Linked DNA regions of Sus scrofa: region 2 is linked to region 1. Evidence: chromatin contacts called from public HiChIP or PLAC-seq data. All regions are on one chromosome and are shown on one strand. The core of a region is the stretch at or near the end of the contact, and the rest is flanking DNA. Distances in the headings are between cores, read along the strand shown. Region 1 holds the start of C13H3orf58 (deleted in autism protein 1). Region 2 holds the start of PLOD2 (procollagen-lysine,2-oxoglutarate 5-dioxygenase 2).

Region 1 (2,771 bases), core at 94-2,593:
AGCTACTGTGGAGTCTGGGTCCCCTAAAACTTCTACCAAAACGAGGCGCTGTAGTTCCGCATTTCCGAGCTATTTTTGTAGTCGTGGCGCGAACTTGAGCCAAGGTGCCGGTGTGGAGCACAGGCTGCCCCGGGTCCCCAAGGGTACCGCCACAGCGACGCGGCGTGGCCCGCGGGGCAGGCCCGAGCGTGGGGGGAAGGGCGGGGCGCATAGCCGCACGCCGGAGACCCTCACGGTAGGCAGGCGCGAGGACGCCAACATCCTTGGGGAAGAAGAAAAAAAAAAAAAAAGGCTTCGGCGCCGGGCTGGGAAAGACTAGCCAACCGCTCGTTTCCTCATCTAGGCAGTGTTTGGCACAACTCAAAGTGACACCAGGCCGCGTCAGTTCCCTCTTCAGCCTACTTTCCCCTTTTTATCATGGTGTGTGGCGGACTTCGTTTTCTCCGTGCCCACTCAGGATACTTTAAAATGCCTCCACAGAAGTAGCTGACGCCAAAGGTGAAGCATCTCCCCTCAAACAATCCAGCCACACCTCGCGCCCTTCCACCTCCTCTCTGCAGGCCCGCCCCCAAGCGGAGGCGCGCGGGCCCAAAGACAAGAAATCCCTCCCTGGCCTCGCCTCATCCCGCCCCCAGGCGCGCGCCCCACCCCTATAAGGCGCAGTGAACACGACGCCCCGCCCACTCCGCCTACACCCTGCGGGCGCCTTGCGGGTGCCCTGCGGAGGCGAAGGATTGCACTAGGGTTCCGCAGTTTTTTTTTTTCCGACTTAGAAGACGCTTTCCACAATGACAAAAGACAGCCCCCAACAAAGTCAACGATCATAAAAAAGCAACTATTACTAAAAGTCATTTCTCCACAGGAGCTCGCGAGTTTACCCTGCCTCTAGAAGCTCGAGCCCCGCCCCTCGGAGTGGGCCCCCAAAGCCACCCCCAAGAGCCCGCGATTACGCTTTCCGGGCGGTACGCCACACGCTCGCTCCGCCCCTCCAGCCCCGCCCCCAGCCCCCTCGCCCTCCCTCCGGGGAGTCGGCGCGCAAGAACTGGGGCGTGTGGCGTCAGGGACGCGCGAGCACCTCATCCTTCCCACCTTCCTACACAGTTGCTACTTTTCGATGTTTGACATTCCAGCTTCTCTTCCCCTTCCGTGAGTCCCTGCTTCCCTCTTCTCAGACACCCCGCTCGCTCAGGAGGCGGACGCCGCCGCCGCAGCTCTCGCGCCCCAAGCTAGCTATACGCGTGCGCGCACACGGGCGGACGCGGGCGCGCGGGCGTTGGGTCCCCGCGCTCCCTCCGCCTCCCGCTGCTGTATAACTTGACTGGCTAGGAGGAGGCGCTGCCGGAGTCGGAGGGCGGGGAGCTCGGAGGAGGGAGCTCGAGAGTTGTGGAGACTAGTGACTGGGAGAAGTCGCAGCCTGCTCCGGTCGGTTCCTTCCAGCTCCCCGTCTCTCTTACACACCTACTCCGCTTCCCGCCCCAGCCCGCGCCCTCGCTCCTTCACTCGCCCGGGGGCCCCCTGCCGGTCGCTCCCCGGGTTTCGGCGCGGCGGGGGCGCCCCGGGGGTGCCCTCGCCCTCCGGGTGCGGGGGACGGGCGGCGGGCGGGATGTGGCGCCTGGTGCCCCCGAAGCTGGGCCGCCTGTCCCGCTCGCTGAAGCTGGCGGCGCTGGGCAGCCTGTTGGTGCTGATGGTGCTGCACTCGCCGTCGCTGCTCGCCTCCTGGCAGCGGAACGAACTGGCCGACCGGCGCTTCCTCCAGCTCAATAAGTGCCCGGCGTGCTTCGGTACGAGCTGGTGCCGCCGCTTCCTCAACGGGCAGGTGGTGTTCGAGGCGTGGGGCCGCCTGCGCCTGCTGGACTTCCTTAACGTGAAGAACGTCTACTTCGCGCAGTACGGCGAGCCCCGCGAGGGCGGCCGCCGCCGAGTGGTGCTCAAGCGCCTTGGCTCGCAGCGCGAGCTGGCGCAGCTCGACCAGAGCATCTGCAAGCGGGCCACCGGCCGGCCCCGCTGCGACCTGCTCCAGGCCATGCCCCGCACCGAGTTCGCGCGCCTCAACGGCGACGTGCGGCTGCTCACGCCCGAGGCGGTGGAGGGCTGGTCCGACCTGGTGCACTGCCCCTCGCAGCGTCTGCTCGACCGCCTGGTGCGCCGATACGCCGAGACCAAGGACTCGGGCAGTTTCCTGCTTCGCAACCTCAAGGACTCGGAGCGTATGCAGCTGCTGTTGACCCTGGCCTTCAACCCCGAGCCGCTGGTGCTACAGGTAGGCACGAAACCCCGGAGGGGGGCATCCTGCCCGGAGGGCCACCCAGGTTACGGGAGTCGGGAGCAGCGGCCCCGCCCGCACCGGTCCTCCTGTCAGGACCTGGCCCCCGGGGGGCCAGGCGGCGGGCTTGGGAAAGGAACGGCGCTGGGGACCCCCGGGCGCGGTGCGGGATCGTGGAGGGCGACCCAGCTGGTGGCGAGGCTTGCTCTTGTCACCTAGACGCGGGCGCATCTCGGTTCTGATTGCGGATCTTTCAACGCCAGAGGGAGCGCGTTTGGTCTGGTACGCTCCCAAAATGTCTCTCCGGCGAGTTTCCTTCGGCTCTCCTCCTTGCCTTTCTGCTTTGCTCGCCGGGCTTGCACTTCCTCGGCGCAGTCTGTTTAGGAAGACCTTAGTTCTTAAGTGTTTCTATACCGCTTTGCTTTCCCCTTTAGTACCCCTCGTGACTGGCTTAACTTCGGCCCCAAAGTCTCTTTGTTTTATCCCTTAGCTCATTCACCTGGCGAAT
Region 2 (2,771 bases), core at 94-2,593, 1.9 Mb after region 1:
TGAACCGATACCAGGCTTAGGGAAAGGGTAGCTAAGGGGAGAAGCTGTGGAGAGCTTCCCCTCCAAAGCCCCAAGGAGGAAAGCTGCAGGAGGTACTGGGTAGCCAAGCTGGCTTACTGAAAACAACCAAGGTTTTGAGCGTTGTTTTTGGCAGGAGGTAGGTGTTACCGGCTGCTTCCTAGGGCGCTGGAAGGAATGTGTCACCATCAATCAGAAAGTACACTGAGCCCGGTGTTTAGGTCACAGTGGGAGTACTGCCTTGTCCAACAGGGATAAGTCATGCCAACCCCCGCAAAGGAGGAGAAAGGCAAGTTGCAGGAAATGTGTTGGTACCCAACGACCTGCAAGACCCAAAGGAAACCCCGCTTCTGCAAAGAAAACTTTGTATGCTCTCGGGGTAATGAGAACTGCAAGAGCTTATCAGGGAGGATGCTCCCACACTTCCCCTCGGACCAGTACAGCCCGAGCGCAGTTCTGGGTAAGACCTCGGCGGTCCTAAGGAGGATGGACACCCACCCCACTCACCTCGGTGTCCTATGGAAGGTCAGGCTCCCACCAACTCGCCTCTGCGGGCCTGGGAGGGCGGGCCCACCTCCATCTATTCACCTGGCAGCCCCCACGCGAAGGGCGGGTGGATGAATGAACCACCCATCCCTCCGAGCCTCACGGACAAGACGGCCGGCGGGACTGCTCACCTGTGGGGATGATGGAGGGCTTTTCGGAGTCTGCACCCAGGCAGGAATTCCAGGGCTGGAGCACCAGCACCACGAGCAGCAGCAGCTGCTGCGGCCTTATAGTGCACCACCCCATCTTCGGCCCCTCCAGGGCCCGCGCGGGCTCCAGCACCCGCACCGCCTCGCAGCGATCCACTTCTCGCGAGAGCCGGGACCCCTGGTCCGCACTGGCAGACGAGTGCGGGCGGGAGCTGGCAGGCTGAGTGCGTGCTGAGGTCCCGCTGCCCGCAGTAGGAGTGGCGCGGAAGGCGGTGGAAAGTAAATGGTCTGGGAGGCGCAGAGCGGCGGACGCCCAGGGCGCCGCGGACAACTTATAGGCTCCCCGAGGGGGTGGTGTCGGGGCGGGCCGCGCCCCGGCTATTGGCCGCCGGCTGACCCGCCGCGCCTCTGCGTGCACCGTGCGGTTGCCTCCGCTCGCCTTCCCCAGCCCAGCGTCTGGGATTGTTTGCACAAGGCCGACCTATTTAAAGAGCCGTCGGCTGCTACGTGTGGAGCCTCACGCAGAGATTCGGGTTGGAACCGGGAAGTGTGTACTTAAGTTTGGGAGTGGGCCTGGGACAGGGGGAGGAGACGCCGGGAGTCTGGTCGCCGGGCGGCGCTCCGCGCTCCCTTCTCCAGACTCTCCCAGCACGCGGAGCTACCCAGTAGCTTCAGAGGGTGCAGATCTGCCCTTCTTTGGATTAAGATCCACCCCTCAGTGCCGAAGTGACTGTAGATCCGCCGCAATCTTGGAATGGGACCCCACCAGAGAAGGAACTAGGGAAATGGAACCTCCCTACTCCCAACCCACCTTGTTAACTCAGGGGCAAGTTTCCAAACCCTGTGAAAGGGAGGCTCTGTTCTTATTTTACTCTGTAAACCGAAAGTTTTTATTGTCCATTGAACATTTCTTCCTCCGCTGCCTGTGCCAGTAGCGTCCTAGACTCTCTCCAGTAATGGCTTGTAAATCCTGCGGAATCGGAGTCCAGCATGTGTAGCCTGGGGCTGTGCCTTACAAGAACTTCCTTCAGTCCACATGGAAAATTACTCCCAGAGATGTTGTCAGAGGCATCTCAGCTCCCTGGCGCGTCCTCGCCTGCTTCCAGTTTTGACTCATGTCTAAGTAAATTCTTTTAAATGTGTTATTTCTCATCCCATTTTAGCTAGCCCAGTGCTGAATCTGTCGGGGTGAGCGGGGGGCAAAAGCACAAATTAAGGCAAAAACCTAACAAAAACCTTTCTTCATATATTTCATGACATAAGAGAGAAAAAGAATCAGACTGAGGTATGGCAATATTCTATCATCTTCTACCTTTATCTTTCCGAAATGGAGGGGGAAAAAAACGATTTGAGCCAATATACTTTCCAACTCAGCCTTTGAAGTTAAAAAAGAAAATTATTGGAAAAGGTGTTCCCGTATGATCACATTTTGTCTGAAACTAGCATATCTAAATGAGTACCTAGTGGTCATACACACATTAAAAAACAGGTGGAGAAGTCTGCAAAGAAATGCTGCCTGGGATTTCCCACTGTAGCTCAGCAGGTTAAGAAAACCGACAGAGTGTCCCTGAGGATTCAGGTTCAATCTGTGGCCTCACTCAGTGGGTTAAGGATCAAGTGCTGCCTCACAGGTCATAGATGCAGCTCAGATCCCACTTTGCTGTAGTGTAAGCTGGCAGCTGCAGCTCTGATTCTACCCCTAACCTGAGAACTTCATATGCCACAAGAGCGACCCTAAAAAAATAAAAAATAAATAAATAAAAATAAAAAAGAAAGAAATGTTGCCTGGGTGTGACATTTTGGAAAAACAATCATCTCCTGTCCAGAATTAAGCCTGTTGTTACTGTGTTTGGAAGGTTTGGTCTCAGTGTTTTAAGAGGGAAATTGGAGAGAGTTCAGAGAAGAGCAACAAATAATTAAAGAAATGGAAAGTATGCCCTGTAAGAATGAAATAAGGTTTATTTAGCCTGAAGAAGAAAAGGCTAAGGAAGGGATTCCTTAATAACATCCTTCAGTGTCTAGCCAGTGCCACTCCATAAGGCTAGGCAGAAAACAGAC

What was found. HiChIP or PLAC-seq counts read pairs in DNA pulled down with a chosen protein or histone mark.
Region 2: a contact with region 1 is called in an H3K27ac HiChIP or PLAC-seq map of skeletal muscle, with 6 times the contacts expected there. The contact joins the promoter of PLOD2 here to the promoter of C13H3orf58 in region 1. A contact is called at or near these places in 1 of 5 promoter capture datasets (fetal skeletal muscle), 1 of 47 Hi-C or Micro-C datasets (embryonic fibroblasts) and 1 of 2 datasets of contacts at active chromatin or transcription factors (skeletal muscle).

What each region holds. Positions count from the first base shown.
Region 1 is chr13:84,633,373-84,636,143 of Sscrofa11.1, forward strand. C13H3orf58 (deleted in autism protein 1) reads left to right here and starts at 1,344. Exons shown (of 3, transcript XM_013982111.2): 1 at 1,344-2,260. The coding sequence starts at 1,604. All of the region lies in intron 1 of SLC9A9 (sodium/hydrogen exchanger 9), which reads right to left.
Region 2 is chr13:86,511,824-86,514,594 of Sscrofa11.1, forward strand. PLOD2 (procollagen-lysine,2-oxoglutarate 5-dioxygenase 2) reads right to left here and starts at 1,344. Exons shown (of 19, transcript XM_021069587.1): 1 at 696-1,344. The coding sequence starts at 810.